2 separate regions of the Anser cygnoides genome follow, and region 2 is linked to region 1. Evidence: chromatin contacts called from public Hi-C data. All regions are on one chromosome and are shown on one strand. The core of a region is the stretch at or near the end of the contact, and the rest is flanking DNA. Distances in the headings are between cores, read along the strand shown. Region 1 overlaps TCF20 (transcription factor 20). Region 2 holds the start of TCF20 (transcription factor 20).

Region 1 (7,413 bases), core at 2,693-5,192:
AGGAAGGTGTGGGGAATCCTGGGGCTAGATGGGAAGAGAGGTAGGAAATGTTAATGAATGCAGCCATGCTGATGTCTTTCTTGGAGGAAGAGAAACAGGCTCGCTGCCCTTGCTTTACACTTGCTTAGAGACTTAGCTGTCCCACCGTGAGTATCAGTTTCAGTCCCTGGTTGCGTGACCTGTAGGTGCCTGATCTCGCTGTCATCTTTTGTATCATCTGTCTTCAAGCTAGTCTCTAATGCCCATTCCCCTAGCATCTAAGTGCCTCGAGATGAAAGCTGTAAAAGTGCAGCGGTGAGCCTGTGCGTGACACGGAGTTGTGTAACGGGGGAAGGATTAGGATGAGGGCAGTGCTTTGAGGGGACGGTTTTCGCGCCTGTAAGAAATCTGCGTGCCTGACTCTGGAGCCTTCAGCCTTCTGGTGCTGCTGGTTCAATGCTTTTCATCAGCAATGAAACCTTTCATAAAGGAGAAGAAATCTCTCAGAAATCTCTCAGAGGACCCCGCCAGCTGCGTTCAGACATCCTCTTTCGGCTAAGAAACACTGGGGCGCCCCGAGCCTTTCCAGCACCTGTTACCCACAGACTTGTTCTCAGTCCCACAGGCTGCATCCCTTGCAGCCGGGCTGCAGTCCTCCCCCCTTTCAGGCAGAGGGAGCTCAGGGGGGTGTGGAGATGAGGTGTGGTGGAGGTCAGGAACCGGGCACTCCTTCCTTTCCCCCCCCCAAGCTGCTGATGTATGCTCCTGCAGAGCCATAGCAACTGAGTAATCACTGAATTATGGCTAGATCAGAAGTGGTGACCTCAAAGACAGAAGGAGACTCTCCATCTCCATTTGTCAGTCCTCTCAGGGTCAGAGGGAGATTTTTCTCAGGGATCTGTGGGAGAGGGGAAAGGGATGTGCAAGGTAAGCCTTACATTAAGGCATAACAGGAAAAAAACGTTTGCTTTTGCCATTGGCAGAGCTCATATCCGCCGAGAGAGTCCTTGCTGTTTCCATATGTGAGAAGGCAGCAGGGCGTGTAGGAACAGTGACTCTAACCCCAAGGGCTATTTATGGGGCTTAATTTCACCCAGAACCTCCCATCCTTCGTAAGGGAGGGTTTCAAGTCTCGAGGCTATTTTCCTTCCCATCTCTGGCTTGTTCGTGTGCAAGCACTTTGATTAGGTGGGAGGAAAAGATGTCTACGGGGACGCAGGCAGAGCTTGGGAGGGTTTTGTGGTGGTGGTCCTGCAGCGGCTGCAGACGATTAGGGCTGAGCTGATTTCCTTCCACACAAAGCAGGGACTTCAGTCTTATGAGGGTGGTGCGGTGCATCTGCTCAATTTATAGGACTTACTTTCTGATTACAGAATGTATTTGCTGGAAATTTACATGCAAACCTCTTTAGTTTGTTCCGTTGATTTTAAAATTGGTCCTTTAAGGGTTTATTTTGGTAAGTGACCGATTTTGGCCTTAAATCCCTGTTCTCTTTTTTTCCTCTTTTAAGAACTGAAGAGCAATTTGCTTATAAGTTGCTTTAAGCGCGTGTGGATACTATTGATGGCTTTATGCTGAACTAGAACTGCTCGCGTGGATGCTAGATACCAGCCCTGGTCACCCATCTGCGGGGTCAGAGCCCAACAGGAGCATAACGGGATTGCTTTCTCTGTTAGTCCTAACGATGTTTTATTTATAACAATATTTTGTGTAACTGATCATCGTTGAGTAGTTGTCACTGAATGGGTAAGTCAGAAGGTTGAATTTCTTTCTTCTGGAAAGAAAGCGAAGCATTCAGTGGCAAGGAAAAAAACTGGTGATGTGAACAAGGTATACTAATGACGGTGGTTTTTCTTCCGGAGTCTGCAGACAGCCAAAAATTAGGTTCTGAGAGAATTAAATTCTCCATTAAGCTCAGTGGGGTTGTATCTTAAGGCCCAATACATCACTTCAAAAGCAACAAAGTAGATGGCATCTGTGCTCACGTGATAGTTAATTAATATATTTTGGTTCTTTTGTTTTCATTCTAGACTTCAGGTGATCCTGTAGGTTACCAGTGATGCCTGCTGTAGTGTAACAGCTGACGATAGTGTGGAATTTGCCTGCATTTATAGCCTGTTTTTTTTTTCTTTTTAAACAACTTCAGTTTATCCTTGTAAGATGTTGAGGTTTTAGATTTTTTAAAACCTGACTCCTCTTGTGCTTCCTTTACGACACCCGTTAGTAGCAGAGATGGAAGCACTGTGGTGAAGCAGACAGAGATCCAGGTATTTAAGGATGCAAATTCACTTACTTTTGCGCCTTTGAGAAATTTTTGACTTGTGATTGCTAGCTCTCTTACAGTTTTATAGCATTTTTTTGGGCATAACTTTCTCTGTTCATGCTGCAACTTCATTTTGTACGTGAGGTAAGAAATACCTCGATACACCAAGCATGTATAAATAAGCTGTGTTTTCATGTATTTCTATATACTAAAGGGTTTTACTTTAAGGTACGTTTAAGTTTAACTTAAGGTAAAGCACTCGAAGCACTCCTGCCTTATAAATCTACATAAAGGATTGACCTCAATTGACATTTCCCTTCAGAATCAGAAAACAGATAATGGAAAATCAAATTATAAAACCCTTATCGAGTTCCCCCACCCCATTACGGCTTTTATCACCGTCCTCCAGCCCCAGAGGGAATGCTGCTTGCACCAAGCTTTTAGCATGCGGTGAGAGTCGACGAGATTAGGGCTGTTTGTGACGGGAGTAAAGTAACGGCTTGTCGCGGCGAATGCGCTGGCGGAGCCTCTGCTCCAGACGAAGGAGGCAGTGAATGACTTCCACCTCCCACGAGGGAGGCACCACGCCTGAAACACTGCTTGCAAGCGGGCAACAAGTGCTGGCGAGAGCACGGGCACGCCGCACGGCGGGAGGAGCAGCGTGCCTCGTAACGCAGCGCCCGTGTGCCCAGCCGCGATCCCCAGGTAGCGCACGCGGGGCACGCCGCAGTAAGCTAATCCGAGGGAGATAAGGCACGGATCACAGCAGCGGGCTTGGCTCCGAGAGGAGGATTCCTGGCCTTGTGCTGAGCCCAAAGAGGAGCGGAGGAGCAGGCGAGTCCTTCCTGGGCGCTCTCTTTGGCCACGTGGTTGTCTACCTGCCCTCGACGAGAAATGGAAGCAGCGCTTGTCGGACGCGCCCGGTGGTTTTCCCGGCCAGCTGCCATCGTTGCAGCCTTATCCCAACGGAATCTCAGCCGGTCTCAGAACTGATTTTGACAGATAACGCAAAGTGCGCGGCGTGGTGTTTCGCATTTATTTTTCACGGAGCAGGACACCCGCGGGGGAGCCGCCGGTGCTTTGAGGACAGCCCTTCTCGGCAGGTCGTTGCTTTTTGGGGTGAGCTGGGAGCCGCGGCCCTCCCTCAGATAAGGCTGGCTACAGGAGGATGATGTGTGCCGAGGACCTGGGCGAACAAGGCTGGGCAAACAGGGCAGCTCCTGAGCCCATCGCATCGGCTCGGCGGAGCTCCCCGCCCGTCCCCTCATTTCTGTCACGTCCCTGAGGGAAAGCCACCACGAGCGGTGAACGTTGGCCAAACTTCAGCTCCTCAGCCGCAGCAGCACCACCAGGCGCCCCTAACCACCCCCCCCCCCCCCAGTCCACGGTCTGTAGGAACCTCGGGAGCGCTGAGGGTGTTTATAAGAGCGTTTATTCGGCTGCTGAGGCGGTTCCGAAGCGGGAGCCGGGAGCAGCTCAGCGCGCAGCCCGCGCCCGGCCTCCATGTTGGGGAGGTCCCTTGGGGGAGGGGGGGGGAGGGACGCTCCCTCCCTCCCGCCACCGCGTGCGCGCGCACGCACAGATACACACCGCCGGGCGCGCGCGCGCACGCTCCGCTCGCCACCCACCCCCACCTCCCCTCCGCCCGGCCGGGACCCGCCGCCTCGCGCGCCGTTCCCGCTGGCGCCGAGCGGCCGCCGCCATTGGCTGGGCGGGGGTCAGGTGACCCCGTGTTATTTCCTGCGTGCGCGTGCGTGCGCGTGCGGCGTGTGCGCGCGCGGCCAGGATGCAGCCCGCCAGCCCCCCGCCGCCGCCGCCGCCGCCGGGCCCCCCCCGGCCCGCAGCCGGGCCCCGCCGCTGAGCGCCCCCGCCCCGCGCCCGCCTCCCGCGGCACGGGGTGGGGGGGCGGGGAGGGCCGCAGGTAAGGGCCGGGCCCCGGGAGGTGCCCCCGGCCCCGGGAGGTGCCCCCGGACCGCTTCACCCCCCCCCTCCCCCTTTATTCCTGCAGGGAGCCGGCGGCCGTGGGCCTGCCTCTGGGGCTCGGGGCCCGCCCGGGGTGCCCGGTGGTCCCGGCCCCTCGGCAGGGTTGACCTGGCCTCCGTTGGCGGAGCGCGGCCGGGCCGCTGGCGGTGCTGCCGGGAGCTGGTTTTCCTTACCTCCAGGGAGGACTACGGGAAAGTTATGTAAGCCGGTACCGGAGCCGGCCGGTGGCACCGGGGCTGCGTTGTGAAGTTGGAAATGGGGCTGCGGTTGTGTGCGAATCAACAAGCGTCTGCCTGCGCGGGGGGGGTTGGCACCGCCAGAATCCCTCGTCTCGGTGGGTGGACTGCCGTGGCTCTGTGCTGTGGCTCTTACCCGTAGCGTTACACCTCCGTTAGGAGGGCAGGCAGCCTGCTTGAATCCTGGCATCGTTTCCCACACCATTCTGCTTCTCTTCTCCGTCTCTGAAAACAGGAGGGGAAAAGAAAAAAGCGAGATGCCTGCGAGGGGACTGAGGATCAGTTTCTGAGCTTTCTATGTTTAGGTTAGTGTTTTGAAAGCTATTCGTGTCTGCAGTGGCTGTTGCCATCTGTTGATTCCACGGATAATTCCGAGCAGTCCTTGCTTTCCAGCGTGCTTCCTGATCAATAGCTGCGCGTGTAGCAGTTGGCGCACCTTTAACCCGGCTTTGCTCAACCTTTCCGCTTGCCCAGAGCGGATTGATGATGGACATGCAGCAACCTTCGCGTTACAGATGCAGCATATTTGTTAAATTCAGTTCAGGAAGAGGTGTCCGTTTGGTGGAGCATATGTGTTACACAGAACAATATTAAGCATTTTAAGTTTTCACTTGGCTGAAAGCTTTTTGCCTTCAGTGTGCCGCCCTACAAAATGTGGATTTGTTTCCTTTACCTTGAGTTGTATGAAGCTGTATTTTTTTTAAATCCATCTCTGCATTAGGTTCGGTTCACACATAAATAGTCATCTACATTAAAATACTGCAGAAAGTATAACTACCAAAAAGAAACGAAAAAAGAGTATTTATCAGTCACCTTTCTCTTAATAAACTTTGTTAATAGTACAAGGAGAGGAGGATAGTATTTGTCCACTTCTGTAAATTGCTGGCATGTGGAATGCATATTTTTGTATTTTCTTAACTTTCTCCTGGTTAAGTTAGCAAGTAAGGTACTATGCTTTCTGAGGGGGAGGATGACAACACCTTTTATGTCAAAAATATGACTTGCTACTGTACATTTTCATTGCTTACGGTTTTGGGAATAACCTCAGACAAACTGATAGCTTTGGGGCTTTGTATTAATGCACTTAAATGTCTAGGGGAGGTTTTTGGACCTTCTTGCAAGTTTGGTATTCTCTAGCCTACTTAGCTTTAAATTTGTTAGCATCTTTTTGAGTAGAATAGTATGCGTTTTGACATAGCTTGGGCTTTGATCTCTAAATCAGGTTTCAGAGGCTTTGGGAATTATGGACCCTGTTTTTTTTTTCTTTTTTTTCTCCTGAAATGCGTACTTTAATGTACCTTTCCAGCCTGGGGCAGGTTGAAGATGCTTCTCAGTATGGAAGCGCTTGGAGCAGCTTGGTTGAGTGTCTTTAACAGGAGGTCAGATTTTTAGGGAGGGAGAGGGGCGCTTTTCTTAGTTATTAATGCTTTGTAAAGAAGGCCCGAGGTGAATTTTTATGAAAGCAATAAATCTGTTTCTGTAATGCATAAGTAAGAAGTGAAGGTTATTAAAATCAAACAGAAAACTCGCTTGCGTATTACTTGTAGAGGAGAACTCTTTATTGTCAGAAGTTTCTTTAACCTTTGGCTGAAGAACTGGAGAGAGATTAACCGTTCTTACATCGTAAAGGATACTTGGATTAAACTTAAAAGCTTAAACAGTGTAAGTGAAAGCATTCTTAATACGGTTCTATATGTGATTGTTAGAGGTATAAAGTCTATAGGAAAATGACTGGAATGTGCAGGTTTTGGGGTTACTTTCTCCTTTTGCCATCGTAGAAACGTGTGCAACAAAGTCCATTTGGGTTCTTAGTACAGTATTAAAAAGCAAATCACTGCATACCCCTCTTCTGCCTTCCTTTTTAGGTCATGCTTAACTAAACCACCCATGAAGCGCAGCAAAATGACAATAGTTGCTCCTTTTAGAAGGGTCGCTTCATAGGAACTGTACTGCACAATTCCTGTTGCTACTCTACCAGCTTGGCACGTTGCTATCTGGAATGAGGGCATAAGATGTAATAAAGTTGAATAATTTTCATGCTGTTTGCTTGGCTCCCCTATAATTTGAGGTAAGGGTATATTTAGGAGTTTATAGCTGGCTTAGGCATGTCTTGCCTCTTGACACAGGGTATGCCAGATCTCTGTTTGGGTGGGGTGGCTTTTTAATTAAAGCATACATTTACATTTTTTTCATAACCTGTTCAATTATATTTTATACTTACAGAGGGTATTAGACCAATGTTTTTGGAACCAGAGTTCTTATAAATTCCAAAGATTCAGGAATGTTTTTGGCAGTGCTAAATTCTCAGGCTGCAGTGTGTACCTTAACGGGCTGTGTGAGGATTGGGGTTAATTAATGCTGCGATGGGTCTCTGAGACACGAAGGATTGCGTTCAGCAACCTAAGTTTCTGAAGGGTCAGCTAGCATCAGTTGGTGGAATGTCCTGTGGTTTATCTGCTGATAGAGACTGGACTGAGACCAACCACCTCTTCCCTTTTCCAGTACCTAAAATCAGGTAGCAAAAATGTTTTTTATGGCTCTCTTTGGTGAGATCTTTCTCAAAACAAATAAGCAAATGAATTGCTTGTTTAGCTTTTGGACTTCTGAAATGAGAACTAAAGATGATGTCAAGTATTTTTACTTCTAATAATGTTGATATGCTATGGTAGAAAACCTTGAATAGAAAAAATAGTGCTACTGAGGACACAAATATAATGTGAACAGAGTTGTAAGTTCTCAAATAACACAGGAGAGACCGTTGTGTTTCACTCCTGGTAATGGGATCCTAATATATGGTTCTGTTTTTATCAGTTTCTCTTTTTTAATACTGGTATTGTAATTCTTCTGACCTGGCTCCCCTCCTTTACAGTTCTCATCTCAATACCAGTCTTGACTGATGGGAAACTACCAATGTCTGTCCTCCAGTTACGTGCTGGTGCATCTGTGTCACGT
Region 2 (7,413 bases), core at 2,690-5,189, 62 kb before region 1:
CCAGGACAACAACTCAAAGCTCTGTGTAATCCAAGAGAACGTCATGATGACAATATTAAAACACAGGAGTGGTGTCACCGCCGTCCTTACCAGACGATGAGCCAGTGACATCTCCAGAAAATCCCAGTGGTAAAAGGGAAAAACTCTGAAGTTTTTCACCCCCTGGATCGCTGTGAATACAGCACTCCTTCCATGGTCACCTGCTGGAACTTAGCATGGTTATTTGGTCTTCAAGTATCTCCAGCAATGGAGTTGAAAGGGAAAGTTTCCACGACGTACAGGGCTGGGACCTATTGCTCTGCAGATGTCCCAGTTAGCGAGCAGCTAGACGGGCAGGGATGAGACAGCCCACAGGCACACCGTCCTCATCTAATCCCTTCCTGCAGTCACTGTTTCTTGATTGTCTTCTGTGACTCAGGTGATGGGAGCTCCTCTGAGATGCTGTCTTGCAGATTAATGATTCCTTTGCTTCATTTCATTTACATGGATATCATTTATACTCCATCAGACAACCCTAAGCAGCCTTTCTCGCTCCCTGGTGTTTCTGCACCCTGAAATTCTCGCACACAATTCCCATGATGCTCTTCACAGTTGTTATTTGGCCAACCTACACACACTGTAATCCCTTCCAGCTTTTTTATCATTTTATGTTCCTTTTTTTTTTATTTATTTCCCTCCAAGTTGTTGACATCTAGCTAGCACCGAGCTGTCCAGAACTAAACATGTCTTCAAACTGCGGTCTTGCCACTATATTAAAAAATGGGACTATTGCCTATATCTCTGAGAAGAGGTCTCTGCCTTTACAACCCCAAATTAAATTAACTGCATGATTTTTGCTGCCGTATCACATTGCAAAAACATATTAAATCTGCTGTCTACTGTCTCCCTGAGGTCTTCTGGTATTTCTGCTTTCAGTGCTTGAGCACAGATGATTCCTCTCTTCACCTCAGTTTCTACCTTTCAGTAGCTCGTATGTTGTACCTACTGCCTTTCAGACACGTGGGATTGCTTAGGGTTCCTCTGTGAGGAGCGGCAGCGTGACTCCTTACACATGAGTAAACGCTCTCTGTGTTTTAGCATGAAATAATTTATTTCCACCGTCTCCCTCCCAGCAGCCCTATGGCCGCGTGTTTCAGTGCGATTAAAAGGTATGTTACCCTTTGTGGTTTCCAGACATTCCTGTTTATAGCTGTACAGAGTGCTGGCCTGTATGTTAATAATTCGCAGCAATCTGTCGGAACCTCGCATACTGAGGATCACGGGTCGAAACTCTTTTTCTGGAGAAGGGAAAAAGCTGTTTTTTTCTTAGGAAGTTTCTGTCCCAAGTGTCAAGAATACAGATTAGCTTTTCTCTGGTTGGGAATGACATATTATAATGTTCCGTTGTGCAGGAGACATCTTTCTACGGGTGGCTCAACACTCTGAAATTAACTTCCCTGGGAAATAAGGTCTATCACAGAAATTGCCATCATCCTCATTTTCTCTGCTACAAATGCAGAGCAACAAGAATAGAGGAGGGAAAAAAAAGCAACTCACAGAACCAAAACACTGCTCTGTGCATCATTTTCTTCCTGGGGAGAGAGAACAAGACAAAGAAAAACAAACCCTACACGTGACAGTTGATCAGTTAATGTAGTCCTAGAAGGTACTTGAATATTATGGTTGTGAAAACAGCATAAGAATCGATACAGAATATGTTTTATCTTATTCTATTTTATAGATAAGAGAATCTAGAAGAATCAGTTAGAGCAGGCAAGACAGTAAAAGTGTTGTTGTTGTAGCTGTGATGGTCTGAAGATCCTAGGGAAGCAAGGTTTGTGGAGAAAGGTAATATCTTTTATTAGATCAACTGATATAACTGGAAAAAGCAAACAAGCTTTTGGGCTCAGGGTCTTTTTATCAGATCTGACAGAAAGCAGCAAAATTCAAGCTAACTACAGGCTAGATGCAATTGCTCTTAGTTTAATCTAATTATATTAATCAATTTGACCACTTGAGAAAAAAAAAAAAGGAGCACCTATGGAGTGCAAAAGGGTGTGAGCAGAAGTGACTGACAAGCTGCTAGTTCTCTGCTGGACCACTAGTGAAGAAAGGGTTGTTTGTGCGGGTGACAAAGGGAGAGGTCAGCAGGGAGGCTGCAGTGGGCTAAGAAAGCAACACCTCTGTTAGACCCATGAGTTTCAGTATCTAGGGGCTGACAAGTTTAAATTATGAGATTTATCTTCTGGGAGTATTTTGCAGGTCTCCTTTGGGATAAGGACTGAGGGGCGAGGGTTGTTATTTTCCAACACAACATTCTGCTAATGATGAGTTTGTGTTTCTGTCCTTTATTGGCTGCCTGTACGCACTCATTCTAAGATGGCAATTATTCGTTTTCACTCACATGGTTTCTGGGGGGGTATCTCATCTGCTGGAGGAAGTGATGAACTGTAGCGATTTGGGACGACTATGCGCAGGAACAAAGAATTTCGGTGGTTTTGCTGTGGGAAGAAGGGCATTGATTATGCCGTCTGTGGAGTGGCGCTGGCGTATTTCATGTTTGATGCTCTGGCGGGATCTGGTTCTATTTCATGTTTTCATCTGCAGATTTGCTTCCTGTAATGAGCTGGGAAAGGGAGAGGCTGAAGGTTAGGAGGAGAGGCAGTGGGGAAAAAATCTTTCAAATGGAGATTGTCATTTAAAAGATTAATTTGTGTGTGGATTTTAGCATGTAATATTATCGCTATCAGGGAAATGTGGTCGCGGGAGGGGGAATGTTACAGTAGACTCTAAAATTAAGAGCAGAAAAACAAATTGGCAGCAAGCTAATGTGGTCGGAGACTTTGCCAGACCTTTTTAACATCGGTCGCACTGGACAAACACCAAACAAAATTTGATTCCTTGAAAAAAATGATTTTCTAAAATTGCTCTGGCTGCTGTTGCGTCTTTAACGCAGCAGGCACCTACGTGTTTTGCCAAAGCGTGACCTCGGTGGTAGAGCAGCCGCCAGCGCTCCCCTCGGAGCAGGTGGAGGAGTCCCGGCAGGGCTGGCCGAGCCTCGCGGCTCCTTGGTGTGGTCTGGGCGGCTGCTGAGCGCATCAGCTTTACGGAGGCGGTTTTACGGCCTGAGTGCTCTCGCAGAGGCTCTGGCTCGTGGGCTGCCATGTTTGTGCGTCAGTCGTGGTGCCTAGAAAGCTGGTGTTGGGGTAAGAGCCACCTTGGGGATTGAGCCGAGGGGAAGCCGCGCATTGCATTTGTGGCTGTACTTGACGAAGGAGTCCCAGCTTTTCTGAGCTGTTTCTGATCGGAATACGCAGTGCGCGCTTCCCATGTGTGGCCCGGCTTGGCAGCGTGATGTGTTTTGGCTCCAGCTCGTGGGGAAGCTGGTGCTGTGGGGCGCGGAGAGCCACAGAGGAGCCCAACGCACAACAGGAGGGGACCGAAGGCTGCCCGGAGCGGCCAGCTGCGTGAGGCGCCAGACACGGAAATCTCGCACGGCTCCAAAATAAAAACCACCAAGCACCAAATCCCCAAAACCACGCACAAAAAGGAGCCGACACGCCGACGAGAAACCCCTGCGGGGCTCTTAAACGACAAAACCCCCTGCGGCGGCCCGGGCAGCGCCCGACACCCACCCCCGCCGGGGGCAGGCCCAGCTCGGGCCCTCCCGGCCCGGGGGAGCGGCGCCAGGCCCCGGGACACGGGCACGGGCCCGGCCCTGCCCCGCCGCCGCCCGCAGGCAGCGCTGGGCGACGCCGGAGCCCGCCCCCGAGCCCCAGCCCGAGCCCGAGCCGCCGCCGGCCCCGCCGAGGGAGCCCTCCCCGCCCGCGGCTCCTCCTCCCCGGCCGCCGCCGCTCCGCCGGCAGCCACCTCACGGCCCGAAGGGTGGGCGGCTGGGCGGGCGGGCTGGGGTGGGGGGGAGGGAGGGAGGGAGGGAGGGAGGGAAGGAATAAATAATAAATAAATAAAGCCAAAAAAAAGAAAAAGGAGGGAAAAAAAAAAAAAAAAAAGCCGACACCCCCGGCGGGTCACATGACGTGACAGGATCCGTGCCCCGCTCCCCGCCGCGCAACAAAGAACCGGGAGCCCCGCTCCCCGCCGCGGGAAGGGCCGGGCCGGGCCGGGCCGTGCCGCCATGGCACGGTGAGGGGCGGCCCCGCCAGGTGAGCGGGGGGCACGGGGGGGGCGGCGGGTCTGGGGCCGGGTCCGGGTCCTCCCCCCTTCTCCCCGCTGGAGGTGACTTTTTATTCTCTTCCCCTCCACCCCCCCCTCCCTCGGTGCGCGGGGTTTGCTGTGGGTTTGGGTACGGCAGCCGCAACACCAGCCCCCCCCCCCCCCCCCCCATATCCCCTATATCTGTGGGGAATTGGGGGCCCCACGCGTGCTGTGGGGTGCCTCGGTCACGGGCTCCGTGGGTGTCCCGGCCGCCGTGCCCCGCCGCTTGCTTCCTTCCCCACGCGTGGATGCTTTATGGGGAGCGCTGTGCAGCCCCGTGCGTCGCTTCCCCCCTCCTTGCATGCCCCCCCAGCCCACCCTGACCTTCTGGGATGAGCGTTGCGGTGATCCCATGTCCTGTTAAAGCACCGTCCTGGCACCAGCTGCCTTTTCCCTGGGACGTACGTGCCCGCCGGGACCGTGACTTGAAGTTGTCGACAGTGCCCGTGGGTGACACGGGGGTGACGCCGTCCTCCGGCGACAAAGGCTTCGGGCCGGAGACCCCGCTGGGAGCGGAGACGGTGGCACGGCCGGAGCTGGCGTCGGAGGCCAGCTGCTTCTTGTTGTTGTTGTTGTTCTCCTTTTTCAATTTCCTTCTTGGCCCGTGACCCTCGCTGCTGTGATACTGAAATAATCCACTCCTGAGCTCGGCCAGCGTCTTCCTCGTGCGCTGGGTGGCCGCGTGCCCCGGCTCTGTCCAGCTGGGAGTGCCCCTGGGACGGTGGCTTCCTTCCAGCGCTTATCTTGGCTTGTGGGGACCGAGGAGAAACCGCGGTTCCCTTCCAAGGGAAGGCGCTGGGCTGGCCGTGCTGGTGCTAACTAACGCTCCTTAAATCAGAATTCAAAACAAGAGAAGCTAAGGGGCGAGGAGGAGCAAGCCACCGCTGTCCCCTGTGTGCCCAGGGCCTCTGAGGGCAGGACCAAGCCCTGTTGATGCTGCCCTGTTCAGGGCCGGGGCGTCCGGCGCTCGAGGACTGAGAGCTGGCCCCTTCGTGCTGCCCATGCCCCAGGGCTTGCCCGGGGTGGCGCTGGGGTCCTCGGCAGCACTCTGCAGGGTGGACCCGATGTGCAGGTTTATGCGCTTCTTCGTGCAGGCTTGGGCCTCGAGTTTATTTTTAATGGAAGCTACAAATCTTACCTAGTGTGACTTCGGTTATAGCAGTAAACCCTCCAAACTTGGGGCAAAACGGTGAGCAGGGAATACTGATTGTGAGGGCTTGTTTTTTCCCCCAGCCCTTCTTTTATCTACAGTTCCTATCCTGGCTCCCTTCCCTGTGCAGGCTGTTTCTTGGTCATGGGGGGGACGGACCAGGGGAGAATCTGTCAATAGCCAGCTCAGCTTCTGCTGATTAGCGCTGAAGATATGACTGTTTTTAATGTAACCAGCTGTGTCACAAGGACCTGGACTGGGATCCTGACAGTTTGCTTCGTGTGGGTCATTAGCTGCTGTGGAAGACTAATGGCTGTGGCTGCCAGCTTGTGCCCTTACAAAATAAGGAGGAAAGGTTGGTTTTTGCCCTAGACTGGGCGAGAGGTTTGAAGTGAAGATTAGTTTGCCTGTCCCTTCCCTTTAAAAAAAAAATATGCACGGCACATTTTTGAAACTGAGTCATCGGGTAGAATTTATTTCAAGTATTTTTAAGCTATTATGAATTTGATGCACTTTGGCCATATGCTCGCTGGAAACCGTAAGACAGTCTCGCCCAGGTTTGCTCTGTCTGGGCTCAGAAAGGTAATGAGGGAACCTCTCGCTGTGCGCCTTTCATATCTGAGCAGACCAGAAGGGGTTTGAGAGGGCAGGGACAACGGCCACGAGACAGCCTGCCTGCAGAGCAGGAGCAGCACAAACTCTCCGGCCCCCTCTTCGCGCACAGCCTTTGAAGGGTGAGCTGGCAGCGGGCAGGAGCAGGAGCAGGGGGGATGCCGCGCTCAGCCTCCCCGTCCCTCCGAGCTCCTCTTCTGCAGCGGGGCATCGCGGGGTCCGGCGCGTGGTGTGCGTGACCCCCCCGGCTCTCTCTCTGTCGCGGAAGTCATCGCGGAGACGCGCGGCTTCAGGAGCGATTATTAGCGTCGGATGACCTGGCTGGGATTGTGTAATGACACCGAGGAAGAGATAAAAGGTTTTATATCCTACAAACTTGGTTCTCGCTTCAGGGTGAGCTGCAAGGCTTTTGAAAACGCGCGAGTTTGACGGCTCGCTGGTAGCTGCAAATAGGTGCAAACGTTAATCGCTTGAAACAAGTCCTTAAAAATAAGAACAAACACAGATGTAGACTACAGGCAGGAAAGTGAAAAGAAGAGCTAATTACTTTTTTTTTTGTTGTATATTTTTTTAAATGACGTCTAATCCTGCGTATATGGTTCTGCGAGTGACCCAGCAGCTCCAGCAGTTTATTCATTTATTTAAAACAGCTTTGTAGTTCACCTTGAAAACCACTTCCTGCCATATGGTTATATTATTTCCCTATGCCACATTTTTTGCTAATTATCAAGACCATTTGCTTTAAAATAGGTGTTTTTAATTTCACAGCCTTGTCTGCCTCTCCTGCTTGATCCTGCCCTGGAGTCAAGAGGCTGTGTCTGTTCATTCTCCATGGCAACGGGCTGTGATTTACTTATTTCAATTTAATTAAAAAGCAGCTATCAAATTCTAGGCATCTTATATGTTCCTTATATTAGAAAAATATCAGTGGCTCCGTCTCCGCCGCAGATCTCCCAAGCTCAGAAATGAAATTCTCAGCCTGAGCCAATCCCATCTTCTCCGGTCCATCCCCTTTGGAAGAGTTTGGGAGAGGGAAGGAAGGGTGCTGGGGCCTGGCCGGAGGCTGAGGGGATGGGATGGTGGTGGTCGTGGAGGTCTGGTCATGGAGGTCTGGACGTGGCGGTCTGGTCGTGGAGGTCCGGACTCCAGCAGGCCACCTCTCCCCTCCTGCTGTCCTACAGCTGCTGGGAGGTTTCGGGGCTTGCTGGGGTAGTGTGGGCACCCCAGGCCGTGTGCGTAAGGGGCACACAGGCTGTGAGGTCTGCGTGTGAAGTCCTTGCTGGGGCAGGTGCCTCCTGCAGCGGCTGCATCTTCACAGCCGCTTTCCACGGTAGTGCTGGGCTGCGATGGCGTTGTGGGACTGGGTGGAATAGGCACGAACCTCAGTGCTTGCTGCAGCGAAAATGCAGAAAATGGCAGCCCTGCTAGAAATGGGTTGGCGTTTACCAGCTCTCCCT

The links. Hi-C and Micro-C count contacts between places; a contact is called where the count stands out from the background.
Region 2: a Hi-C map of liver shows a contact between it and region 1, with 1.9 times the contacts expected there. The contact joins the promoter of TCF20 here to the enhancer-like site in region 1. A contact is called at or near these places in 3 of 7 Hi-C or Micro-C datasets (all in liver).

The regions. Positions count from the first base shown.
Region 1 is chr1:44,277,155-44,284,567 of Taihu_goose_T2T_genome, reverse strand. All of the region lies in intron 2 of TCF20 (transcription factor 20), which reads left to right. Among named protein-coding and RNA genes, the nearest start is that of TCF20, 62 kb to the left of the region's middle. Within about 2 kb of position 3,942, at least 3 of the 3 cell types and tissues checked have open chromatin away from gene starts, as enhancers often do. A contact at or near this core is called in liver, where this site is marked.
Region 2 is chr1:44,339,142-44,346,554 of Taihu_goose_T2T_genome, reverse strand. TCF20 (transcription factor 20) reads left to right here and starts at 3,939. Exons shown (of 8, transcript XM_066990189.1): 1 at 3,939-4,142. LOC106046234 (a long non-coding RNA gene) reads right to left here and starts at 5,070. Exons shown (of 3, transcript XR_010828569.1): 1 at 4,519-5,070; 2 at 2,384-2,605; 3 at 1-1,800.